3 separate regions of the Mus musculus genome follow, and regions 1 and 2 are each linked to region 3. Evidence: chromatin contacts called from public ChIA-PET and Hi-C data. All regions are on one chromosome and are shown on one strand. The core of a region is the stretch at or near the end of the contact, and the rest is flanking DNA. Distances in the headings are between cores, read along the strand shown.

Region 1 (4,605 bases), core at 306-2,805, 260 kb before region 3:
GTTTGTTTGTTTGTTTGTTTGTTTGGGTTTTTTGGATTTTTGTTGTTGGTTTGTTTGTTTGGGAGGTAATTTTGTTTTTCCAGACAGGGTTTCTCTATGTAGCCCTGGCTGTCCTGGAATTTTCTCTGTAGACCAGGCTGGCCTTAAACTCAGAGACGCACCTGCCTCTGCCTCCCACAGGCTGGGAAGCCACCACTTAGCGATAAAAAGAAATCTTTCCCTCATTGCCTCTCACAGACTCCTTAGTTGCAGAGATCCTATGGTGAGGCCTAAGAGAAGAGGGTGGGGTTTACTATGGCACTGGATGGCACAACTTTGCAGAAACCTTCAAAAGCAAATGATTTGAGACACACCTTTTAAAGAAACGCATCTGAAATTGAGATTGTTCTGTTTGATTGACAGCCATTGCCTTGCATTTTTGTTCTGTGACAGTGCTCGACAACAACAATTTGAATCTACATCTTTCCTGTGACCACAAATTCTTTCAACATTTCTGATCTTATATGATCCTACATGAGCAACCCCCCTCCTTGTCACCTACCAGCACGGGAGGGTGCTGGCTCCTCCTGGTGGGACCTCACAGAGCAATGCCCAGATGCTTAGCAGCCATCATGGGATGCTACTGAGACGTTGGAGAGAGGGTGTGGCCACCTCTCACAGTGAGACCTCCGCAGAGAAGACAGGGAGCCCCTCAGACGCATGCTAAGCCCCTCGGGGGTTAGCTTCTTTCCTTCTCTAGAAGCAGCACTCGGAAAGCAGAGGCAAGAATTTCCGGAATTCAAGGTGAGAAAGCTACATGGTGAGTTAGAGGGGCCATCCTGGGCTACATAAGCCCCTGTCCTCTAAAGAGGGAGCAGGAGCCAACTCCAGACTAATCGTCGAGATATTTAGAAACGGGCTTGAAAATATACTCCTAAGATACACAAAAATAACCATGAAGCAGAAAGCTCTGAATCTGTCGTACCAGAGGCCACCATGGAACATAAAAGGCATTCTATGAACTGTGTGGAAACCAGATGAGGAGACGCTGTGCCCGTTTCCCCAGCTAATTATAACCATTAGGCAGAGACTGCCTGGGTTTTAACAGTCAGGGAGAGAGCCTGCTACAAACTGCTTCACAAGCAATTATGCAAGCAGCCACTCCTTCCCAGCCCACGACACAGGCCACAGTTGGCTCTAGCTCTCGGCACGTCTCACATTTATCCCATTTCTTCCTTTCTTGGCAAGGGACTCGAGTTCCACCAGCCTCTGAAAACCATGTGTGCCGCCACAGAATCGTGAAAGCGAGCGGCCACGGCATCTCACAGCCCAAGGAAAAGTTACCGTCTTTGCTGGCTTTCAGGTGTGAGAGAAAAACTCATCCTAAGTAGACAGATCTTGTATCAGTTTGTCTACCTCCTTACTGTCTCTCCCAGTAACCTCTCCTAGAGTTACTACTTAGAAGTAAAACAAAACTGTGTGCCCTGGCAGGGATCCCCGGACTCCTGTGCTATATCTGCAGCCACTGCGTCTGACTGAGCAGGTCTCTGACATTCCACATTCCCTGTAAGGCCATAGGTGGGTTTAAGTGGAGCTGACTCCAGATGCCAGTGCTGGTTGCTGACTCAACTAGAGAAGGTTCCAGAAGTGAAAAGCCAGTTTCCTGGAATAGTTCCCCCTGAGACCTGAGTCATCTCCAGCTGCTGGTCAATTCTGAAATTAAAGTGGCCCATGAGCTCTTCCTTCCAGCGGACAATTCCCAAAGCACTGGGACTGTGGAAATCGGGGATACAGAGCACATGGTGGGGGGAGGCTCCACAAAGATGGCTCCCAGTGAGGCTTTCCCTGGTCACTTCCAGCTCACAAACAGCTCCCCATATTTCCTGATTGCTAAAGTTAGTGAGGAGAGAGGATGGCACTGGGCACCACACAGCCAGACGCTGCAAGGTGAATGGTGGATGGTGACTTGGCAAAGCATTCTCTATTTGTTTCATTTCTCCCATTTTTCGAACATCCAAATATTTTTTTTTTCTTGAGACAGTTTCACATATGTCACCCTGCCTGGCCTGAAACTCACACTGTAGCCAAGACTAGCCCTGAATTTCTGATCCCCCTATCTCCATCTTCAAAACGCTGGGATTCTAGACATGCGTTACCACTTCTAGATTCCATGGCACAGGGAACCACTCCCCCCCCCCCACACCAAGGAGCTATAGATCCCAGATCCTCCAGAGTTTTTCAAACAACAGTGACTCCGCTGCCACATCTACTCCAAAGAAAACGTGGGAAACATAAGATACCTTTCTTCCACGGTATTTCTTAAGGCCTATTCATCCCACCCTGCCCCCATGCCTGGGTCCTGCGTGCATGCTTGGTGGAATCCATCAGGCAGGCGCAGAACATTGGGTGGGGCTGGCTTTATTACTGCTCCTAACACTGTAGCCACACACCAGCATGTCACCTCTCTGAGTAACACATCCCATGACCCCAGAAAGACACCAAGACAATGTTCTCTGCGCTATCTCAATAGCCAAACAGAAGTCATGAATTTTGCCAACCTGATCTTGAAACTTAGCATCCTGGAGCCTGATTGATAAGCAATCCTGAGACCATGTTGTGGGACAACTAAGAGAAGGTAGCGGTACTCTGAGATGAAATTCAGTGCCTCAGGGCCTCTCTGATAAATGATGAAAAGTCAGAGAGTCGACAATGTATTTTAATCATCAAATACTTAAAATGAGATGTTTATGTGAAATGAGATGGTTATGTGAAATTCTTTCAAATATGTTTCTCTGCTGGGAAGAGCAGCAAAGGGCAGACTGTGCACCCTTCAAGAGCTATCAGATTAGGGGACGTTAATACCTTCTCCGGGGTTCAAATAAGAGACTATACAGTGTGTGTGCGAGCATGCTTTAGTCCCCATGTTTTCCATGGGAGCGCTTATAACTTAGATTCAGGCAATGTTTCCTTTAAAATTTGCCAGTTGCCCGATGCTCTTGACCTGGAATTACTTAAGAGCAGAGAATGTGTTGTATGAAGGCATAATTTCATTTCTGAATGCTCATACACAAGCAAGGAAGAAAAATGGAATTTTAAATGTATGCCCGGCACAGAGACTGGGCTGGAACAGCCAATCCTAGCTGCCACCCACAAGCTGGGGTGTAAATTGTTGACTCCCTATGAGCCCTGAAACCCCACCCTGGAAACCGCCAGGAACTTGGATTTTCCAGGCACGCCAAGGGATACACTGCCCTCTAGAGAAAAGAGTCCAGAATGCATTCCCAGAAGCAGCCATGTGCCCACTCAAACTTCCTTTCCCAAAACAGACCCGGGATATTGGGATGCATTAAGAGTTTCAGTTTTAAAACCTAACATAAAATTCATTGCTACAGAGGATCTCTCTTTTTAAGAACCAGGACCTGGCTGGCACTCCCCAACAAGATACTCACTGCCATGATCGGGATGGCAGTGGGTTTTATGGGGAATTATCACTTGGGGTTTGGACCATGAGCAGCACCAAGAAGCTTTATAAGAGGATAAGCAGAATAGAGAGAAATGTCCTCATGTACTTTAACAATGTGTGTTAGAACCTGGAGCAGGCCTGGAGAGAGGGCTCAGCGGGTGAGAGCACTCATTGCTCTCGCACCGGACCTGAGTTTAGTTCCGATGTGAGGTTGCTCACAACCACCCGCAACTCCAGCTCCAGAGGGATCCAACACCTCTGGCCACTGCAGACACCTACACTGGTGTTCACACCCACACATGTGCGCGTACATGATTAGAAATATTTTTTTTTTAAATCTTAAAATTTGAAGCACTTTCTGGGTTTGGCTGAGCTACCGACGGGATTTTAAAATGTCACTTCCCAAGTCACCAACTATTTGTGTGTGTTTTTACTGCCTGTCTGCCACAGCCAGGACACCATGTGCAGTTCCTGCCTGTGGGTCAGTCAGTGGAGAAAAGCTTCCTCAGTACACAGTGCCTCCTTCAGCCCTGGACATCACCTGCTGCCCATCCCCAAGAGACACCAGATTCGCAGCTTCTTCCACAGAGTTTCATTGTTTGCATCCTGCAAGAGCATCTTACACAACACAGTTGGCAACTCACTAGTGAATTTTCAATCCTGAATGTGGAATTTCGCATAAAAGCAGGTGGTGTCACAGCACATACAGCAGCGCTCTATTTTAGCCACTCTTTCTCCAAGTCACCAAACGTCCGGAAAGAGCGGGAAAGCAAACCAAGCCCTGGATAGTAGTACATGTCTCCACCCACTCCAAAGAAGGAAGGTGGTTTCAGGAGGAGACCGTGGCCTTGAGCACTGGGGTCTGTAGGTTTTACTCCAAAACTAAGGTCAGAGTTCACAGCTCCAGAAGCTGGGTGAATAGAGGAACTTTCTGTACTCTGTGGTCATTGATACATTGTAGATTGTACTGTCTGAAGTCACAGAATTGCAGTTATCATAGGATACAGCACAGTGCAGAGACACAGACAGTTCTCGATCTGAACCATGCTTATCTTGTCTCAGATACATCATTAGGTTCCCAAGCTTGACGGTCTCCACCAGAACGGGGTGTGGTACACACCTCCAAGGTAAGATACGCTCTTAGGCCAAAGGATACCTCAGTC
Region 2 (4,152 bases), core at 634-3,133, 320 kb after region 3:
GGGGAACACAGAGGACCTGGCCAGCAGTGGGGACATCTCTATCAGCACCACACGAATACACTTTGCTAACAAAGGGTGGGCCCTTTAAAAAGGTATACACTAGTGTTGGATGCAGTTGAACATTCACACATTGGACACATCAATGACAGTACACCAGGAGCAACTAACTCCAAAGTTCTTTATTTAATTCGGTTGGAGCATCGATGGGATGGCAACCAAACTCACACGCGCGCAACTGTGTTACAAACGAGGAGCAGCTTCAGTGACCGCAGAATATGCCCGCCTCCCCTGGTCTCATAGCCAAAGTAGCAAATCTGAACTTCCTTTCAGGTCAGGATTGCTGTGGCCTGTGTGTCCCTGCCCAGGACCCTAATGCTCAGTCTCAAGATTGGCCACTTCTGCCCTAGATCCTCAGAATGCCCAAAAGGCAGGGAGAGGTGAACACGAGGGAGCCCTGGCAGCTCTCCAAAAGTCTCCTGTCTTTCTTTAGTGCACCCCCTGGCCCCCCAGCCACCATCCAGAGCTCTAGGGTCCACGAAAAAATAGTGCTAGGGACCTGCAGGGCCTGGCCATTAGGGTTGTCATTCAAGTCATCTGTTGGAGAGTGGGGAGGGCATACCTGGGGGGCATCCTGAGCTGTCTCCACCTTATCTGATACCCAGGGAGGAAGCAAACTTAAGGATGGCAGCCACCATTCACAGGTCCCTGGTAAGTGTTGGTCACCAAGGCCTCCACACACTCTGAGCCCGGCGAGCTGCAGTCAGGCTGCCTAAGGATGTAGACACCAAATCCGGCCCCTCAGCAGGCACCCGGTTTAGTTCAGCCTCTGGGATCTCCTCTAGGTCAGAACACAGGTCGTCCCCGGGACCTGGGGGACTGGACAATGGGGATTCTGGGGACCCTCCTGGAGGCCAGCTGCTCCTCCCAGAGCCTCCAGGCAGCCCAGCTAGGGAGTCCCCCAGCAGATCCTGAAAGCTGCTACCCTCACGCAGCGGCATGGATTCTAGCAGGTGGTTCAGGAGTTCAGCTGAGACAGTGGCATCGATGGCTTGGCACGTGGACACGAACGTGTGCACCTCATGCATGCACTGGATGTAGCCAGCAGCGAAGCGCTCGCTTGCTTCAGCCTGCAGCTGCTCCCGCTCTGTGCAGGAGGGTGGGAAGAAGAGAGCAGCGTCCCGCACCGTGAGCAGTGACTATCGTGGCTCGGACGATCCGCTCCGCGGGTTCGGGGCTCACCCAGGAGACACAGTAGCGTGTCCCGTTCTGGGGGAAGCCCTTGCCATGGATAGGACCGGGGCTCCGGGAGCCGACGTGTCCCGCTGTTGGGTGGCAGGCGTGCCCGGTCAGCGCCCCCGCCCTCGATCCCCGCCGCCACTCACCGCGCGCCCGGCCTCGCAGCGCGCCCTGCACGCGCCTCACGGTCAGCTCCAGAACCTCGGCGTTCTCTAGCTTGGCCTGCACCTGCGCAGAGGGGAAGGGAGTTGAGTCCGGCCGTGCGCTTCGGGGTGCACCCTGAAGGTCCCCCTCCCCCCTGCACCTTTCCCGTCGCACCTCGGTACCGGCCAGCAGCAGCCGCAGCTCCTGAAGACTCTCGTTGATCCGTGCGCGTCGCTTCTTCTCCACCAGGGGCTTCCGGGCCTGTGGGAAGCGGCTACTGAGCCCCCTGGCCCGCGCAACCTCCCCCAAGCCCATCCACCCGTAGCCCCTGTCCGCACCTTGCGGTCCCCCCGTGCTTCCCAGCGGTCCTCATCCTCCTGGCCTGCACGGTCCCGGCTGGGCGCCTGGGACGGAGCCATGGTCTACGGAGCCCGGCGCCCTAGTGCAAACTACTCAGCGAGGTGGGTCGCAGCCCGGAGGCCCCACTAGCTCTCCGGAGTCTTCCGGCCCGCGGGACCCCGCCCATTTTATAGCAACTTATTTACATGTCAATGCACCGATTGGCTGTGCGTGGTCGGAGAGGCCAGCCGTGAGGCAGCCTGTAGCCAATGAGAGCGGCGCGCTTTGTCAGGCCCCGCGGGTCTCTGGCAGCTGGCGGGGCGGAGCCCACAGCCAGACCTCCTGCCACTTAGGCCGGGCAGGACTCCTGGGCAGTGACCTCCGGCTTCTCTCTTGCTGGTGTGCTTGTACTTCCTTTCGCTGAGTTATGAGGCCAGACCTGCCTGCCTGTAAGCTCGGACTTAGCTATACATCCTTCGGTCCGTATATCTATCCATGCCGCCCTTCCACCCACCTCTTCACCCATCCATTCCTACAGGGCATTTGCTTCCCTTGGTTCACCAAAAGTGCTCTCGAGAATAGCGCTCCAGTCCCAGAGCTGACTTCAGACAGGGCAGTGCCAAAGTCAAGTCCGTGACCTCGGGACCTGGAAGGGGCTTCGGGTCACCGGTGGCGAGAGTGCAAAGTCCGGGGAAAGTACGAGCCAATTTAGCAGCAGGAACAGGACCCTTGTGTGTCCTTTTGGACCCATTAAGACACCTATAACCTTCTTACTCCAAGGTCCGCGGTCGTTCTTACTAAATCTCTATTTCTCTGTGCTCTAAGTCACTTACCCAACCACTACCTTGTCTATTTTAACCCCACCCCAACTGCCCCCAGTCAAGCTTCTCCTTCCTTGTTCATCACCCCGTACCCGCCTAAGCGCCTCTCATTTCCCTCTAGTTCCTCCGCATCCTCTTTGCGGTGGTCTCACACATCCCTGTTCCCCAACCCCTCTCCACGCTCACCTCCCTTCCCCGCGAGTCCCCTTAGAGTCCCCCATCCCCACTACCCCCAGTCCCTCTCAGCTCCTCCCCCTTCTATTCTTGGTTCCTGCAGGCCGAGGCTGCTGTCTGGCCCCAGTAACTTGATGCCCGTGACAGTTGGCAGCTGCAGCCGCTTCCGCAGAGAAAAGCGGCAGGCCGGCCAGGAGCGACAGGTGTTGGCCGCGCCTTTGTCTAGCTGGCTTTGTCCTGCAGGCTGCAACAGGCACGCCTGTGTCGGCCAGACGCCCAAGCCCCGCGTCGTCGGCGGTCCATCTGCCGGCCCTGCCTCGCCGCGGGAGGGGTGTGTGTGTGTGTGTGTGTGTGTGTGTGTGTGTGTGTGCGCGCGCGCGCGCCCCCTCGGAACCCCTGGCTCTGCTCCAGCGTTCTTGGATTTCGGCTGCTGCTTTAGAGCCAGGACAAGGAGCCAGCTCCTAATCAGCCTTTACATACTCCATCCTTAGGCCTGGACACCACTAAGCACTTCAGTGGCTGCCTGCCTGGGCACCGTTGAGGTCTTGGTAACTGGTGCTTCAGTCAGCCTGGCTGGAAGACCTTTGAGGAAGGGAAAGTACAAGCAGGCATCAATTTATTTTATTTTAGTGACTCCATTAGCCAAGTGGCTTAGACTCCATTGGTCCCAGCAGCGTGACTACTCACCCCATCTCAGGCTCAGGAAACCCTTCTCCTGTTCACCTCCCTCAGTTAAACTACTAGTTCCTGCCATTTGTCCCCTGAACCATACCCTACCTTCAAAGTTTGCCTGCATGCAGATTTCCTTAGTAGTAGGGCCTTTTAATCCCCCCCCCCCCCCCCAGGCAGGAACAGAGAACCCCAGAGGCTAGGCAAGGCCATGATGGCCACAGGGTGACTAGTTAGCAGCAGAAATTAACAGGCTGTAAATCCCCAGAGGGACAAAGGCAGCTGTAGGCCTGCAGACTTCCAAGGGCTTTGTGGGCAATCTGCCCAGGAGACCCCAAGAATTTCCTTTTGGTTTGAAGAGAAAGGAGAGGGGCAGTCCTTCTGGCCGTAAAGTTCAATTAAGAGTCCTCCAAAGGAACAGTGAAGCAGTCCTACCTGCCACGAGAACTTTGTGTCAGACTGCACCAGTACTTGCAGTCAGAAGGCAGGTTCAGAGCACCCAGAAGCAGACCGTGAGTGAGGTCCAGTGTCATGTTGCCCCTCTGCTCCGGTCCCTGGGACCCTGGTTTGGAGAGAGGAAAGGGAAGCAGGTCTCTTCAGAGTAGCTCTCACAAGGCTGTCAATCAGGAAGGGTCAGGTAGGAGGCCTGTGTCCCCAGTGATGCCTATATACTGATCCTAACGGTATATAGGTCCTTTCTAGCATGGTACTTGTCTGATTTCTCTGCAATCAGCCCTGAGACCAACACACAGGCAAACAGCCAAAGGCG
Region 3 (4,362 bases), core at 382-2,881:
CACCCGATCGGTGGCTTCCTTTGAGGCTACTTTAACATTATCTAACCAAGGAATTATTTTGTGTATGGTTGTGGGATGTGTGGGGAGATATCTGCTATCTTGCTCTATTGCTGTTAACATAAATATTTTGGGACAGAGCTTCTCACCAGGCCTGGTTCTTGCTGATTTTCTGGCTAGTCAGCAAGTACCCGGAATACTCCTACATGGATGCTGGAATTACAGCTGTATACCACAAAGCCAGCTGCTGCCTCTACTGCTGCCGCTTCCTCCTCCTACTCTTCTTCCCCCACCCTCCTCCTCTTCCTCCTCCTCCTGCTCCTCCTCCTCTTCCTCTTCTTCCTCCTCTTCTTCCCTCTTCCTCCTCTCTCTCCTCTTCCTCTTTCTTCTCTTCTTCCTCCTCTTCTTCTTCCTTCTCCTCGTCCCTCTTCTTCTTTTTAAAATGTGTTGCTAGAGATTAAACTCAGGTCCTCATCATGCCTCATAGCAAATACTTTACCAACTGAGCCACCTCCCCAGCCCCTTGGTTTTTTTCTTCTATCCCCAAATGGCCTTGAATTCACTATATAGTTGAAGATATCTTTGAATTCCTATCCCGACTGCTTCCACATCCCAAGTGCTGAGGCTACAGGTGTATCATATGCACCACACCTGACCAGACAGTTTTGGCTGTGGTAGGGAGACACACCCAGGCTATAGCATCAGTGTGGGTGGAGGGAGGCCCACATTTTGAAAGCCATGAGTGGAAAGTGCAGACAGTCCAGGCCAATCTCTTTTGCTGGGCTCAGACATAAATACATAGTTTAGAACTCAGTTCCTGAACACTATACTGCCCAGGATTGGTTCCTGCATCCCAGAATGCAGCAGACCCAAGATACAGCACTTGCATAGATGAGCTCATTGGATTTGTTTTAGTGTAGAATCCTCTTTCTTGTGCGTAATAGTCAACTGTACACTTGAGGAATAAGTGGAGTGTTTGCAATCAAAAGAAGTTTGTAGCTTTACTTTCAAAGATTCTTAACAACACCTCCTCCACCCCACCCCACCCCACCCCACCCCACCCCGCTGCCCCAGCAATGACTGTCTGGGGTGGCTGATTTGTCATCACTAGGCGTGGCCCTTGGATTTATTTAAGTATCAAGATGAGGTCATGATGTGGGAATGTTCATGGTTTCTGTGACTGGAAAGACTGAAGTCAGATTCGGATCCTTTTGTTGTGTGTGCACTTTCCAGATCTGTGGAAAATTTACACACATGAAACAAGTTTGGCTGTTATTTCCTCACAGAGGCATGCATTGTATGTCTTGGTCTCTGCAGCCTGTGAGGCAAGAGAAGTGATCTCTGTGATGTGGGGAACTGGAGGTGTGGTCATACTTTCCCTTCTGTGCTACTGTGAGAAATGCATCAATCCAGCAGAGCTCTGTATTCCCTCCGGTGAAGGCTGCTAAGTCTGTTGCAGAGATAATCAGTAGATGTCCCCCCTCCCCTTCTCCAGTCACCTGTTTGTTTATTTGTTGCCCTAAAGATCTTTCGATCATTATTTCTGTTGTCATTTAGTGAGCAAAGGTCAGCGCAAAGATGTGTGGAAAACTGGCTGGCCTCCCAACTCAACCTGGCACCTCACAACAGCCAGGTACCTCCACACTAACTGGGGAGCCTCCTGGGTATGGTTCTCAGGTGCAGTGACCCCTCTGCAAATGCAGGGCAGCCTCCAGGAAATTCTTCAGTCAGTGGGAGGGTCACTAGCCTTTGCCAGGTCCCTCTCCCAGGCCTGCTCCTGACTACTCCTCCCTCTCAGGCAGGAAGACCCACAAGTCTGAACAGGAGCTTCTGGGTTTCTTCCCACCAGCAAAGCTGGACATGCTTCATTGACACTTTGTTAAAAGCCGATCCAAATTGCACACCCACCTTCCCAGTGCATACATAGCCCTGGGACACAGAAAAGCATTATGTTAATGCTGGACCTGAATCTTAGAAACAACAGGGCTGATTCTATTCTTTCTTTATGCTTTTTTAGGCACCAAGATGCTGGGTTTGTCACCCTCTGTCCTTGGAACAAACAAGGATACAGTGACCTCTCCATCCTGGCCTCTGTGGGAGACCCATGCAGTAGGATGTGCAGCAAGGCAGGGGTTAAAAGATGGAGTTAACACCACGTCACAGCTCCTGCTCCTGACTTGGGGCAAGTAGGCAGAAATAAACTCCTTCAGATGAAGTAGCCCCCTGAAAGGCATATGTTTTTGCTTGGTTTGAGCTGCCCCAGCCATAATAGGACATAGTTTTTGGTGTCCATATTGGTTCTTGGAAAATACCCCCGGCTTAGTATTTCACCAGGAGTAATTACCAGGAGCCAAAGACAGAAGAAAATGCAAAAGTCAGCTGCAGCCCTCAAGGCTTTGCATCTTGCATCTGTCAGACAGGAAGTGAGGCAGTGCTACACACTGGGGGCAGGGTGGTGCAACCGAAGAGTAAAAGTCACCAAACAAAGGAAGTGATGGTTCATTCCCCTTTAAAAACGTGAATATACCTCTGTGTCCATAGGCTACTGCAAGGGCTAAGACTAAAGGTTTGGGGCTCCCAATGATACAATTCTTAGGAGAGCCAAGATGCATCAGCCCGAATGTAAGTGGCAGGGGACGGAGTTCCACCTCATTCCAGCACCACTCCCCACTCCACTCCCATTCTTCTGTAACTCCGTCCCCACCTCCACTTAGCCTTTCCATCCTAATTAGTGTTAACTGTCAGCACAGCCTAGAATCACCTGAAACCAGAGTCTCAATGGAGTAATTGTCTTTACCATGTTGGTCTGTAAAAGATGATTTTAATTGCTGTAGGGGGTGCTGCCTACTGTAGGCGATACCATCCCTAGACAGTCCTGGGTTTTATAAAAAAGCTAGCCATGGTTCCTACCTCCAAGTTCCTGCCCTGGTGCCCCCTCTATGGCAGACTGTGTCCTGGGGGGTGCAAGCCAGATAAAGCTTTTCCTTCCCAAGTTGCTTTTGGTTGGAAAGCCACAGAAAGAAATGTAGGAAGTGCACACATGCGCGCGCACCCCCCCCCCATATTTTTCTCATGTTAATTGAGCACCTAGAATAGTCTGGTCATGAGTCAACAGTGTTAGGCAATGCAAACCTGCCCTCGCCCTTCATGGGATACACAGACTGGGCTAGAAGATGTTCATCAAATAAATAACATAAACATCAGTTGCACCTGCACGAGCCATGAGGGCAGGTGCGTGGAGAGAGGCAGAAGCTGGGGTTAGAGGATCTAGGCTTGAACCACAGCCAAGCAGAGCCAGGTGACACCTAGGGCATCCTCCTCATCTAAGCCCTACAGCCCACTGGAATCCAAGAGAGCTTCCACAGATCTGAAGCATCCTTCAGGAATGTCTCGGGTGGAGCCAGGACTTGCTGTCTTGTGTACTCATAGAAAAGTGCTGAGCTAGCTGTCTGCCCATTCGAATTTGAAAACAAAGACACCCCCACCCCCCCACCCCCCACCCCCGCCCCCGTGATTCATGTTGTCTAAAGAGGCAAGGCAGGGTCCAGGTGGAGAGCAAGCTTGCACCTATGGGTACGAGATTGGATCTAAAACCTATGGTCCACCAAGTATGGTGGCTCATAATGGTAATCCCAATACTAGAGAGGCTGAGAAAGGTGAAGCCTGATTTCAAGGCTACCTTGGGCAACGCAGTGAATCTCAGGCTACTCTCAATCCCGTAAACTCTGTCTTAAAAATAGAATTAGGGCCAGTGTGATGGCTTAGTGGGTAAAGGTACTTACTGTCACGCCTGATGAGTCTGAACCCAAAGTCTCACATAGAAGGGGAGACCAAGCCCCACTAGTTGCCCTCTGACCCCTCCCCAACATGTGTCATGTCATGCACACATACCCCAAATAAATAATACACAATAAAACCAAAAATCCCCACTCCAACAGTAAGCCCCACTGTTACCTGCATTCGAAGGGAATTGGTCCTTAAAACCGGTGCTCCCTGAGCAGGGTTTGCTGTGTCCCTTGTTTTGAGAGGGTCGTTGCAATGGGAGCCTGTTTGCTTTCCAGGGTCTTGCTGTGGCCCACCTGGGAGCTGGGACCATGAGGCTAGGTTCTCTCATACCCAGCTCTTTCTTGGGTCTCTCTACCTTCTAATGGTGACATGCAAGCTGATGTTTAAAATGTCATCATGTGATTCTCATCAGAAACCCACTGAGATGGTGCGGACTGGACTCACTGTGCTACCGTCTTCCTGTAGAGGACTTGGTTTTAGAAGGGAAGGAGTCTTTGCTCCCATTGAAGTTTCTTAGAAGGGACTTGTTTTTAGGAGGAAAAAAAAATTTAGAGGAAGAAAATTGAGACTAGTTCTTGC

Evidence for each region. A called contact is a pair of places that touch in the nucleus more often than the background predicts. ChIA-PET counts read pairs in DNA pulled down with a chosen protein or histone mark.
Region 1: a Hi-C map of muscle stem cells shows a contact between it and region 3, with 3 times the contacts expected there. The contact joins two enhancer-like sites. A contact is called at or near these places in 1 of 15 datasets of contacts at CTCF or cohesin (the NIH/3T3 cell line), 3 of 484 Hi-C or Micro-C datasets (embryonic stem cells and muscle stem cells) and 1 of 115 datasets of contacts at active chromatin or transcription factors (pancreatic cancer cells).
Region 2: a contact with region 3 is called in an RNA polymerase II ChIA-PET map of memory CD8 T cells, with 27 read pairs. The contact joins the promoter of Hes6 here to the enhancer-like site in region 3. A contact is called at or near these places in 4 of 115 datasets of contacts at active chromatin or transcription factors (large pre-B cells, memory CD8 T cells, pancreatic cancer cells and 1 more) and 1 of 9 other capture datasets (liver).

What each region holds. Positions count from the first base shown.
Region 1 is chr1:90,837,231-90,841,835 of GRCm38.p6, forward strand. All of the region lies in intron 1 of Col6a3 (collagen, type VI, alpha 3), which reads right to left. Among named protein-coding and RNA genes, the nearest start is that of Col6a3, 4.4 kb to the right of the region's middle. Within about 2 kb of position 1,556, at least 97 of the 459 cell types and tissues checked have an H3K27ac peak or open chromatin away from gene starts, as enhancers often do. A contact at or near this core is called in muscle stem cells, where this site is marked.
Region 2 is chr1:91,411,339-91,415,490 of GRCm38.p6, forward strand. Hes6 (hairy and enhancer of split 6) reads right to left here and starts at 1,884. Exons shown (of 4, transcript NM_019479.3): 1 at 1,719-1,884; 2 at 1,555-1,641; 3 at 1,383-1,464; 4 at 145-1,144. The coding sequence starts at 1,799. The coding sequence ends at 720.
Region 3 is chr1:91,094,245-91,098,606 of GRCm38.p6, forward strand. The region is part of intron 12 of Lrrfip1 (leucine rich repeat (in FLII) interacting protein 1); the gene reads left to right. Among named protein-coding and RNA genes, the nearest start is that of Lrrfip1, 43 kb to the left of the region's middle. Within about 2 kb of position 1,632, at least 126 of the 459 cell types and tissues checked have an H3K27ac peak or open chromatin away from gene starts, as enhancers often do. A contact at or near this core is called in liver, memory CD8 T cells, muscle stem cells and 2 more, where this site is marked.